Linked DNA regions of Mus musculus: region 2 is linked to region 1. The links are chromatin contacts, called in public promoter capture Hi-C maps. All regions are on one chromosome and are shown on one strand. Each heading gives the region's core, a stretch centred on a gene start, on an enhancer-like site or on the middle of the called end of the contact. The rest is flanking DNA. Distances are from core to core; before and after follow the strand shown.

What was found. Promoter capture Hi-C pulls out the DNA fragments that hold promoters and counts their contacts.
Region 2: a contact with region 1 is called in a promoter capture Hi-C map of stem cell-derived epiblast-like cells, with 2.4 times the contacts expected there. The contact joins the promoter of B230307C23Rik here to the promoter of Bace2 in region 1. A contact is called at or near these places in 2 of 39 promoter capture datasets (liver and stem cell-derived epiblast-like cells).

The regions. Positions count from the first base shown.
Region 1 is chr16:97,353,786-97,359,138 of GRCm38.p6, forward strand. It overlaps Bace2 (beta-site APP-cleaving enzyme 2), which reads left to right and starts at 2,943. Exons shown (of 9, transcript NM_019517.5): 1 at 2,943-3,316. The coding sequence starts at 3,017.
Region 2 is chr16:97,994,904-98,000,256 of GRCm38.p6, forward strand. B230307C23Rik (RIKEN cDNA B230307C23 gene) reads left to right here and starts at 2,433. Exons shown (of 4, transcript NM_001362093.2): 1 at 2,433-2,533. The coding sequence starts at 2,531. It overlaps C030010L15Rik (a long non-coding RNA gene), which reads right to left. Exons shown (of 5, transcript XR_001781957.2): 3 at 2,794-2,884; 4 at 2,023-2,548; 5 at 1-240.

The DNA.
Region 1 (5,353 bases), core at 1,693-4,192:
ACCATGATATATTTGCTATTTTATTTATTTATTTTGTGTGTGTGCAAGTAAATTCATTGGGTATGTGCATGTACTTGTGGAGGCCAGAGGTTGAACTTGGGTAATGGTCCCCAGGAGTTATTTTAGATACTGTTTTATTGCTATAAAAAGACACTAGGCCAGGCGTGGTGGTGCATGCCTTTAATCCCAGCACTCGGGAGGCAGAGGCAGGCCGGTTTCTGAGTTCGAGGCCAGCCTGTTCTACAAAGTGAGTTCCAGGACAGCCAGGGCTACACAGAGAAACCCTGTCTCAAAAAGCAAGCAAGCAAACAAACAAACAAAGACACTATGACCAAGGGAACTTGTAAGATAAAGCAATTAATTAGGGGCTTGCCTACAGTTTCAGAGGGTTAGCCCATGATTACCATCATACGTGCGGCAGCAGGCACTATATATATGGCTTGAAAGCCACAGCTGAGAGCTTACATCTAATCCCAAGGCATCAGGCAAAGGGGATTGGGCTAGAGTGAGCTTTCAAAACCTCAAAGCCATCGACAAACCTCATCCAACAGACCACACCTCCCAATCCTACCCAACAATTTGGAAACAAGTATTCAAACATATGAGCCTATGGGGTCCAGACTCATTCAAACCACCAGAGGAGCTGTCCACTTTTCTTTTTATTATTTGAGATAGATCTTTCACTGGAACCTAGAACTTGACAATTAGATGAGAATAGCTGGCTAGTGAGCCCCAGGGATTGCCTCTCTCTGCCCTCCAGGTTGCTGGGATTACAGGGAAGCGCTGTCATGCCTGGGTTTATAAATGGGTGCTTGGGATTAAACTCAGGTTTTCATGTTTGCACAGTCAGCACTTTACTAATTGGACCCAGGTGTGTTTTTATTTTAATTGTTAATGTTTCTCATTTTGGAGTCATAGTTTGTTAAATACAGATCAACATACTGAGGCCCTCAGTCACTTGTAAGAGTGTAGCTGGGTCCTGGAATCAGAAGTTGGAGAAGTCATGGTGTGAGAAGAGCTCCAGTGAGCAGAGCCAGCTATCTCCAGGGGGTGCCACTGAGGCACCCCATGTCAGGAAGTGTTGTGAATGCAATGAGGCAGGAGAATGCTAAGGCCACACAGAGTGAAGACAAGGAATCTGGTGCTACCACTTCAGGGCCCGACCAGTACTTTATTGACAAGATGGCCCTACCACTCATTAAAACGGCATGTGCTCTTGATCCTGTCTCTATGCAGTTGTTTATACACCTCCCTTTTGCCAGGGAAAGCTTGGAATAGCCATGCTACATGAAATAGAGATTTTCAAATAAAAACACTAACTAGATCCGAGTTTTACAGATTTCCCCTGTGTTTATTTTTTAACCTTAGAGAGCACAAATGTCTTTAATATTGACCTTATACCTTATACATCCTGTAGCACCTGAGTTGATGTCCTCGATAAATTCCATGTGCTTCCAAAAGGATGCTGTCATTCTGAGAGCTGTCTGGGTGGTCCCCAACCCCTCAAGACTGAACACCAGGGTTTGTAAATAACTACCTCTTTTTAAATTGTCCTTTCCTTACAATCTTGAATTTAAATGTGAATATATGAATGTAAGAGCTCGCGATAACTATGCAGATTTATGGGCAATAACAATTTAGGTTCTATCCTGGAATTCAATCAGGCCTGCCTTCGTGTGACTGGGGATTCCTTGAAGCTTGGATAGAGTTAAGAGGGGGGAAAAGTGCAACCTGTAACCAAAACCATTTAGAAAGTAGAACAGCTGAAGATCTGGGACAGAAAGGTCCCTGGTAGAGCAAGAAAGGATTCTGACATTGGAAAGGAGGGAACAAGCATGGACACTTGTATCTGGAAGTTCCGGTTAAGGATTAGGGACGCTTGATTTCTACTTTCCATTGTTTGAAGATGGTCTTGTTTGTTTTTTTTAAAAAAAAAAAAAGCCAACATAATTCAGCTGGAGGAGACACAAAGATTTCTCCTATTCCTTGATTCAGCAAAAAATCGATGAGTTTAGCTGCTGTAATTGTCCCCCCTGCGTTCAGTACCTGAAATAAAATAGCCCTCTGAATGCATTTCTGCGGCTTCGGTGTCTGGCTAAACAAGTATTAATTAGATAATCTGCGGAGAGCTGGTGGGAGGATGAAAGAGGGGGAAGGCTGGATGGCAGCCTCATTTGGGACCCTGATAGTAATTCACTATCTTGGTGGACTGACTGAATCCCTGGGAGATTGAGCTCAGCTCCTAGCGGAATTGGATCTGCATTAAGGACAAGAGGAAAGCCAGGAAGACCAGGCCCAAATCTACCTCCTCAAGCTGTGGTTTTGGGTTCAGGGGAGGGTAAGCAGGAAGGAGCAATAACCCAGATCCCTTCTCAGAAATTCAAAATCTGCTCACCTGCTTCCCCTATCCCTGGGGCTCTCAGCGCCCCCAGCCTCCATTCATACTTCAAATCCTTTCTCAGAGAACCAGCTAACTCCTAAGGAGCTGGAAGGGGAGAACCACGCGTGGGAGAAGCTCCGAGAGGCAGCCAGACCCTGTTGGAGTGCGCTTGGCAAGCGGAGAGGTGCACTCTTTCACAGTTGCCTGCCCCGCGCTCTGAGCCTTAAGTCCTAAGGGCACTTCTGCCTCTGCAGGGACAGTGGACCCCCGGGGGTTCCTTGAGCGCAGGACCAGAAAGCCAGTTTGCGCTTTAGCTGCCCCTTTAAGGGTTCCCGAAACTTTCCAGCAGCTCTAAGCTGAGCCTCGTCATATCCGTTAGCCGTGGCCTCCCGGGCACGTTCCGGGGAAATTTTGCACTCCAGTTTCCCGGGGAAGAGGCGCGACCCGCGCCCATCCTTGACCTTGGCCACGGAGGAGGGGCAGGGCCTGCGGGGAGGCGGCCGCCAGAGGGGGCAGCGACTGAGAACTTGTTCAACTCTGCACCGCCTTCTCCAGCCTCCTCCCTGTCCGCCCCGCCCCGGCCGGCTAAGGACCGCAGAACCGCGCTCGCAGACTCGCCGAGCCCCCGCTGCGGGGATGGGCGCGCTGCTTCGAGCACTCTTGCTCCCGGTGCTGGCGCAGTGGCTCTTGAGTGCGGTCCCCGCGCTGGCCCCCGCGCCCTTCACGCTGCCCCTCCAAGTGGCCCGGGCCACGAACCACAGAGCCTCGGCTGTTCCCGGACTCGGGACCCCCGAGTTGCCCCGGGCCGATGGTCTGGCCCTCGCACTGGAGCCTGTCAGGGCTACTGCCAACTTCTTGGCTATGGTGGACAACCTTCAGGGGGACTCTGGCCGCGGCTACTACCTAGAGATGCTGATCGGGACCCCTCCGCAGAAGGTAGGGTTGGGGGCGGTAGTTTCTGTGAATTGACTCCACGCGATTTAATGCCGTCCCTAAGGCAGTAGCTTTCACTGGGAAGAAGGGTCAGGGAGATGCATGGGTTGGGTGAGGAGTGGAGGCGCGCGCTAGGGACGCACCAGGGAGCGCAGCCTCTGCCGGAGCACAGCTCAGGGGGTGTGAGCAAATGTTTCAGAACTTGGTGGCCCTCCCCCACCCCGTGGAGCTTGACAGCTGAAGGAACCTGTAACATGCTTCGGGCCCAGGAGCGACGCCTCCTTCCAGCAAGAGCGGTACCTACTGAGTGGGTGGTGGGTGGGGTCTTGGAAAAAGGTGCTGTTAGGTGCAGGGAAATCACTGGAGTTGATACCATCTCTATGCTGTCTCATTGCTAAAAAGACTCTTGGACAGCATCCAAGGCGCAGTACCCTTTAAAAGAGATTTCTCCATGAGCTCAGCTAAAAGACACCCGGTTCCAAAGTGTCTCTTTGCAGGGCAGAGCCAGCCGTCTTCCTTCCTCGGAGTTTGTTTGCTGGCTTCCTCATAGCTGTCCGGCTGCCCAGCCTCTGGGAGCCGTGCACCCGCCAAGGCATGCATCCTGCGGGGGTTGGAGAATGTGAATGCCATTAGCTGCTGGGGAACACCAAGCGCGTAGCGAGTCAAAGATAAAACAAACGCAGTCCAAACAGCTTTCTTCCCCGCCTTGTGCCGATGTTCATTTAACACTTCGAGTGACAGGGAACACCGGCTCCCAAGCACGGAATCTGGCAAGGGAAACAAAAGCCTCACAGAAGTGATCCGACCCTCTCCAATTCGAATTCAAGTTGTCTCATAAGTTGAACGCACCGTATGAAGACACTTTATTTTTAACATCGTCGTTGGGGGTTGTCATGCTGATGTGATTACCCATAAATAGAACATGCTCATGACTTTTGTATAATTCTAATTAAATTATTCAAGACTTTAAGAGGATGAGCCATGCTAATTTTTAAAAAGAGAAACTGCAGAGTAACTTCTGTGGTTGTTTAGACCTTCAAGAGTGTTTTACTCAAAACGTTAGTTGTGGTTGCTGTACAGGGTCCTTGTGTGCGCAGTCCAGAAGTGGCTGCAGGGCAGACTGAAGGGGGGTGGGGTGGGTGGCAGTGTCAGCTGAGGAGGCTTAGGGTCCCCTGAGCAGTCTGACCACCATGTGAGCATGATCTCAGGGCAGAGGGAATCCTGTGAACTGCCGTTGGCAGGACTGCATAGAACAGGAGGGACCTGCCTCTTTCTTTTATACACAGGCCTCAACTGAGTCCTCATGTGTTAAGGAAAAGGAAACCAGGAAGAAAAAAAAAAACTTTAAAGAGGAGGAGAAGACTTCTCTTACAAAGCTCTCCCTTGCTTTGCCTTTGTTGATAATTCAATGACCTTTACTTTAAACTCAGTGATGAAATTTAATTAATTTAATTACCCAGGATGTAACGAGCACCCAGGTTTGTATCCTTAGCACAGCCAAGGAAGTACTTCCTCTGAGGTTATTTCTCAGCTAGACTATAGCATGCTTCTAAGCAAGGCTGGTTTGTGACAGACAAGTACCATTTCTGCATATCATTCCACAGGAGTGAACCATTCTGTATTGTTGCCCTGGTATGATGAAGGGACAAATTGCTTCACAGCAAAATCTGTGCATCAGGTGCTTCCATTGTAAAAGCTGGGTGTTGGCAACCTGGTTTGGCTCTGTAGTGTCTCTGATGCCAGCAGGGGTTTGCAGATGCCTAGAGAGAGCAGTAGGGAGGTGACCTCTGAACCCCAAAGACAGTTCCTGCTATAGTAGTGGGCACAGGGTCATTCATGGAATTGAATTTTTGCTCTCTGGAACCCCAGGTAAAATTGCTTACAGAAAGGGAGGGAAGCAATAAATTAACAAGACTTTTTCAGATGTTAATAACCATAATGTCTTCAGCCTCCATTTGTGATGAACACCTTGACAGTTCTGGTCTCTCTTACAACCACCCTCTCATATCTTAACCAATGTGTGTGTGTGTGTGTGTGTGT
Region 2 (5,353 bases), core at 1,183-3,682, 640 kb after region 1:
ATGCTGATGTTATGATTTCATTAAGTAGAATAACCAATGATATCACTGCTCCTGGGAGCAGGCTTGTGATTGTTTAAAGAAAGATTGTTTAAAGAAAGATGACTCGAGCTATTCAGTGCCACTTGGTTGAAAGGTCTAACAGGTAGTCAGAGTCCTCACTTTTGCGGAGACCACACATCTGTCTTCAGGTTCCAGAACCCCACCAGAGATGGACTCCAGCACTTTTCACAGCACAGTTATCTACAAATACAGAAAATAATACATACCTGAGAGACAATATATAAATGTAAACAATGTGGTAAAGCCTTTGCATGTAGCAGTAGTCTTACAAATCATGAGAAAAAGTCAAACTGCAGAGAAACTCCATAAGCACAGACAGTGTGGTAAAGTTTTGTGCTTCCTGGGATCTTCATACAAGAGTAAAACCTTTAGTGTGTAATCAATCTGTTAAAGCCTTTGCATATCTCAGTAGTCTTTGAAGTCCTAAAAGAACTCATACAGAAGGGAGTCTATAACTATATAAGATTTTATCACTGCACACACAAAAGATTAATTGAGAGAAATCTCTTTAATGGCAGCATGTATTTAGCTCTGGCTAATGCTCAAAGAAGATCCAGCTGGGAATAGATTTTAATTTCCACCTATGCTGTCACCCTTAAGCCCCTTTTAGGTTCAGGTCCCAGGTTAATTTTTGAACAATTTAAATATGGACTGGAGACTGCATGTCTAACCAATTAGACAGACACACAGCAAATATAGTCCCAGAATTACTTCTTAAGTACACCAGTGTCCTGAAACAACATCAGTGACAGGTTCCTAAGTACAAAGTCCCAGAGGATGAAAAAGACATGAAAAGTAGAAGGCAGAAAGTTACAAAAGCTGGGGTGGGGAGGCCTTGCAGAAGCCTCTGTGTATGAATGTTTAGCTTCCCAGTGAGGAAGATGTGTTGGCTAACCATAGTGCTCCACTGGGTTTGTTATCTGGTTCCTGTTTGCCTTCCAGGGTTCACATACTTACCAGCTGAAAAGTAGCTGCAGTTTACCTAAGCCCAGCATGAAGGACTCAACCCAAGTGAAATTAGAGTATTTGGGGGTTTATTTGGGGGTAGCTCTCTAGTGGATTCAGTGATCCCAAGGAACCAGAGAGTTCACTAGTCCCAAGGAGGTCAGAGAAGTTATGGGATGGGAGTATAAGGAGCAGAGGTGGGGAGAAGGAGCTAGCAAGGCATGCAGGGGGGAGGGAGATGGAGAGGGAAGTGGAGGGAGGAGGGGGAAGGGCAGGAGAAGGAGGAAGGAGGAGGCAGAGAGAGAGAGAGAGAGAGAGAGAGAGAGAGAGAATGAAACAGAGAGACAAAGAGTACAAACTGTCAGGATTATATAGGAAGATCTTCTGGAGACAGGAAAGCTCAGGGTACAAGGTGGGGTCTGCCAACTTTGCTATGTAACAGGTGGAGACTGAGGAGAGCTGGGAGAACCTGGAGGTTCAGCTGTAACCTTCCCAGCCTTGAGCAGGCTAAGCAGACCTTGAACATTCATCTTGACAGGCCTTATCAAGCTGGATAGAGACATGTGTCTTGGCTGCAGTTGCAGGTTCCCATGGGAACTTAGCTGTTTTGGCTGCCTGTGCTGACCTTGTTCTACAACATATTCCAGCTAAAGAAGGGGATGGGTTTTGTGGTTTTTCCCTTTATAAACGTAAAGCCTATTATTAAACTTTGAGTCTTGATCAGAATCTTTGTCTTGACTTCATTCTTCTCTCGCGTACCCCCCACCCCCATCTTTTCATTTCCAGCACCCCTTTCAGGTAAACTCAGTTCTCCCGCGGCTGCTGGATGGCTCCACCCAGCCAGCTTTGGTGTGTTAAATATATGCAGATCAGAAGCTGGTCCCGGGTCTGAATCCCAACCGCAACAAAACTATTGTTTCCCCAAATCTCTTTTTAATCGTTAATATCCTGGGCACCCTTCCGCTTGTAGGACAGATTGATAACTCCACTGCAAGTTGAGCTATGCAAGCTAACTACCTTGATTCCAGGAGGAAGGCAAACAGTCTACTGAGTGAGGAAAGCTCAGGCTGAAAAGTCAAGGACTTGCTGAGCACGGGGTCAACTGTTCACATAGGGGAGGAGCAAGCGGCTGAGCAGTGATAGGTGCAGTGGTGGTTCCTCCCTGGGGCTGTGCGGGGAGACAGAAGGGTAGGCTATTGGAGGACCGGCACAAGTATTACAGAAATGAAAATCCCTGTAGATCTGGAAAAGGTCGTCCCTGGATTTGAAGCTTGGTCTGAGAACTTCTACACTGTGTGGCTTCAGCACACTCTAACTCTAAGGGAGGTGCTCGACTCACTCAAGACTTACTGGCCAATCAGAGCCTCCAGGCAGACCTGCGTGTCAGAAGAGAAGGCGGGTTTTCCGGGTGCGGTGGTGTCGGTTTCGCTTCCTGGTTGAGTGCTTGAATGGTTCTGTGTGCCGTGCTCCGTTTCCTGCGGTTGGATGCTGTGGATTGTGCACAGGCAAGCTCCGAAGTTGCGACATGGTAAGCACAGGGTCACTGCCAACAATGGGGAGAAGCAGGGGTCTCAGCAGCGCGAGCTGGTGTGGTGGGGCTTTCACAGGACTGAATGGGAATCGGCGGCCACGTGTGAGGTCCTAGCCACTTGGGGGACCCAGCTGTAGCCTCTGAATAACTTCACTGTGGGGGCTGCATCTGTGCAGAGCATTTGGCCTGTGTGTAGAAAGATCTTTGGCATGATCCCAAACTCAGAGAGTACTAGTTTCTGCAAGTTCTGTTCTTACCATTTGCCATTAAGGTGGACAATCCATTGGAGTTAATTTTGTGGAGGTTGTAAAAGACATCTCATGTGCTGGGTAGCAATCCAATATCAAGCTGTGATGTAAAAGTGCAGGATTAATGATCTAAAGGATTTACTAAAGCTTAGGAGATAGTAAGGCACTCCAAGTAGAATTTATCTGAGGGTGGACTGCATGTAAAACATCCCACAGATAGGTAATGTGCTAACTAGGGCTGTTAGAGATTAGGTTGCTAGGATACACAAGTTAATTCACCCGGATTGTCCAGAAATTGGGCACCAAACCATAACAAAGGAAACAAACTTGATTTACTACCATCCACTAGGTTCATCTTCATATCAAAGAGCAGGCCTCTAACAGGCTGGTCTATGGGGCCTTACAGGATCACAATCTACAGTAAGGCCTGGTGTGGCATAAAGGTTCAGTTTTCTTCTTGAGAAAAGCATAGTTCTGCCACATGGGTGAGATGATGCCTAGTGACAACCATGTGAGAAGGTAAAAAAGAAAACAAAACAAAACACTGTTGTATTGAGTGCTAAGTTACACTTTCCCTGAGGTTTCCATATATGGAGAATGACATAGCTCCTCATGAAACCCAGGAACATGCTTGGCAGAGCCAGTCACAGCTTGGGGCCTAGGCCTTGGGAGCTTTCCCTGAGGCTCTGGGTATAGAGATAAAACAGAGCTTCTTCTCTAAGACCTGGAATATGCTTGGGAGAGCTGGTAATAGTCTGGGGCCAGGGCCTTTGGGAGGGGTTGCTTCAGATTCTGAGAGCACAACTCTTCCCACCGTACGGGGTTGTGGTTATCAGTCCCAAGGCCATGAGAGACTTGGTCAGAAATTTTTTCAGATACACTGAGTTTCCCCTTGTGCAGCAACTATTTGATTAGACTTCTCCTGAGTGTGTCCCATTGTATGATGCTTCTGCTGACTTCATAGTTTCTTCATCTTTCTCCTGACTTCATAGATGTCTCCCATCTCCTTCCTTTCCCTCATGTCAATCGTGTACAAGATGGTATTCTTTAGAAGCTTACTTAGCATGAGCCATAGCTTGTGTAAGTCCTCCCCACCCCAGCTTTTTTACTTTCTACCTTTTCCTTTTCCAGTGTTTTTCATCATCTGGAGCCTTCCACTCAGGACACTCTCACTAACCTGCTGTGTTAGGGCACTGGTGTACTTAAGAAATGATCCCGGGGTTATATTTGCTGTGTAAATTTCCCATCTGTCTAAGTGGCTAGACTTGCAGTCTCCAGTCTATATTTAAATTGTTCAGAACTTAACCTGGAACCTGAATCTAAAAGAGACTTAAGGGTGGCAGCATATGTGGAATGCAAAATCCATCCTCGTCTGGCTCCTCTTTAGTATTAACCAGTGTAGCTGGTCTTTACTACTTTATGGTTTCTTCTTTTAACACACACTTAATCCCCTCCCCCCCCCCAACTCCAACCCCCTCCTCTTTCACCCCCTAACACCAGATAGGACAGAAACAAGGATGGAGGAGAAAGAGATCCTTGAATCTAGTTTCTTTTTTTGTACTGGCCCCTCACCTCCCCACCCCCAGCATGAGTCAGTCTCTGATGCAGGGAGCAAGGATTAAAGATAGGAAAGGCAGAAAGAAGATGCAAAGCCAATAGTTAGATTTGGGAGGACTGCTGGTTAATACTGCAGCAGCAGCAGCGAGAGCCTTGAGTTTATTTTTCATAGTCTTTTTATACCCACACAGTACTGTAGAATGCAAAGCTACAAGCTAACAGAAACAATTTCCTGAAATATACACAGAATATCTGTTCTTATCCAAAGGTACCTCCCTTGAACCTCAGGAGTACCTCCTCTTATAGTTCCATGTCTCATTAGGCTGGGAAATCTGCCAACAGACCCTGACCCGCCTTGACTGCCTGGGCACATAGAAGAATAGCGTCAGTTTTAAAGCATAAATATCGTCATCCAGGAAGAAAAAAGGTGTAAAGGAAGTTCCCTTGCTCACTGTATTCAGGGTCTTATCAAGATGATCAACTTATGACAAGATGTAGGAACACATTGCTCAGCTGTATTATTATTATTATTAAACTTACTTCCTTGTCCTAGCCCAGTGTCAAATGTTTGCCTTATTCCTAGAAGCAGTACCAAGGGTTATCCACATCTGGGAGAGTAGAAGATTCCAATAAAATTCAAATTTACCATACTAGGGCTCTGTCTGCTCATAGGGTGGATGGAAGGGCAGAGCTGGGAAGACCTGTGCTGTCTGAGTGATTTAATCTCTAATCCTCCAGTAGGAGAGCCTCTTCTGTTCTCTGGGCAGCCTAGCAATCAGGAGGAGCAGCAGTGGGAGGTAGCTTACAGGTTCGTTCCGTTCCATGTTCTCCTCAGATGCAGTTCATCAGAGAGCTGTGAGGGAGACCCCAAGCCATGCCATTGTGATTGTGGCAGCCACCAGGGTAAAGGGGTTGGCCAAGCAATCCCAGTCCAGTCTGATTGGCCTGTGATGGACTGTGAACCAGACTGTCTTTCTTTTGGTACTTGTGGTGACCCGGGCCAAGTGCCTTG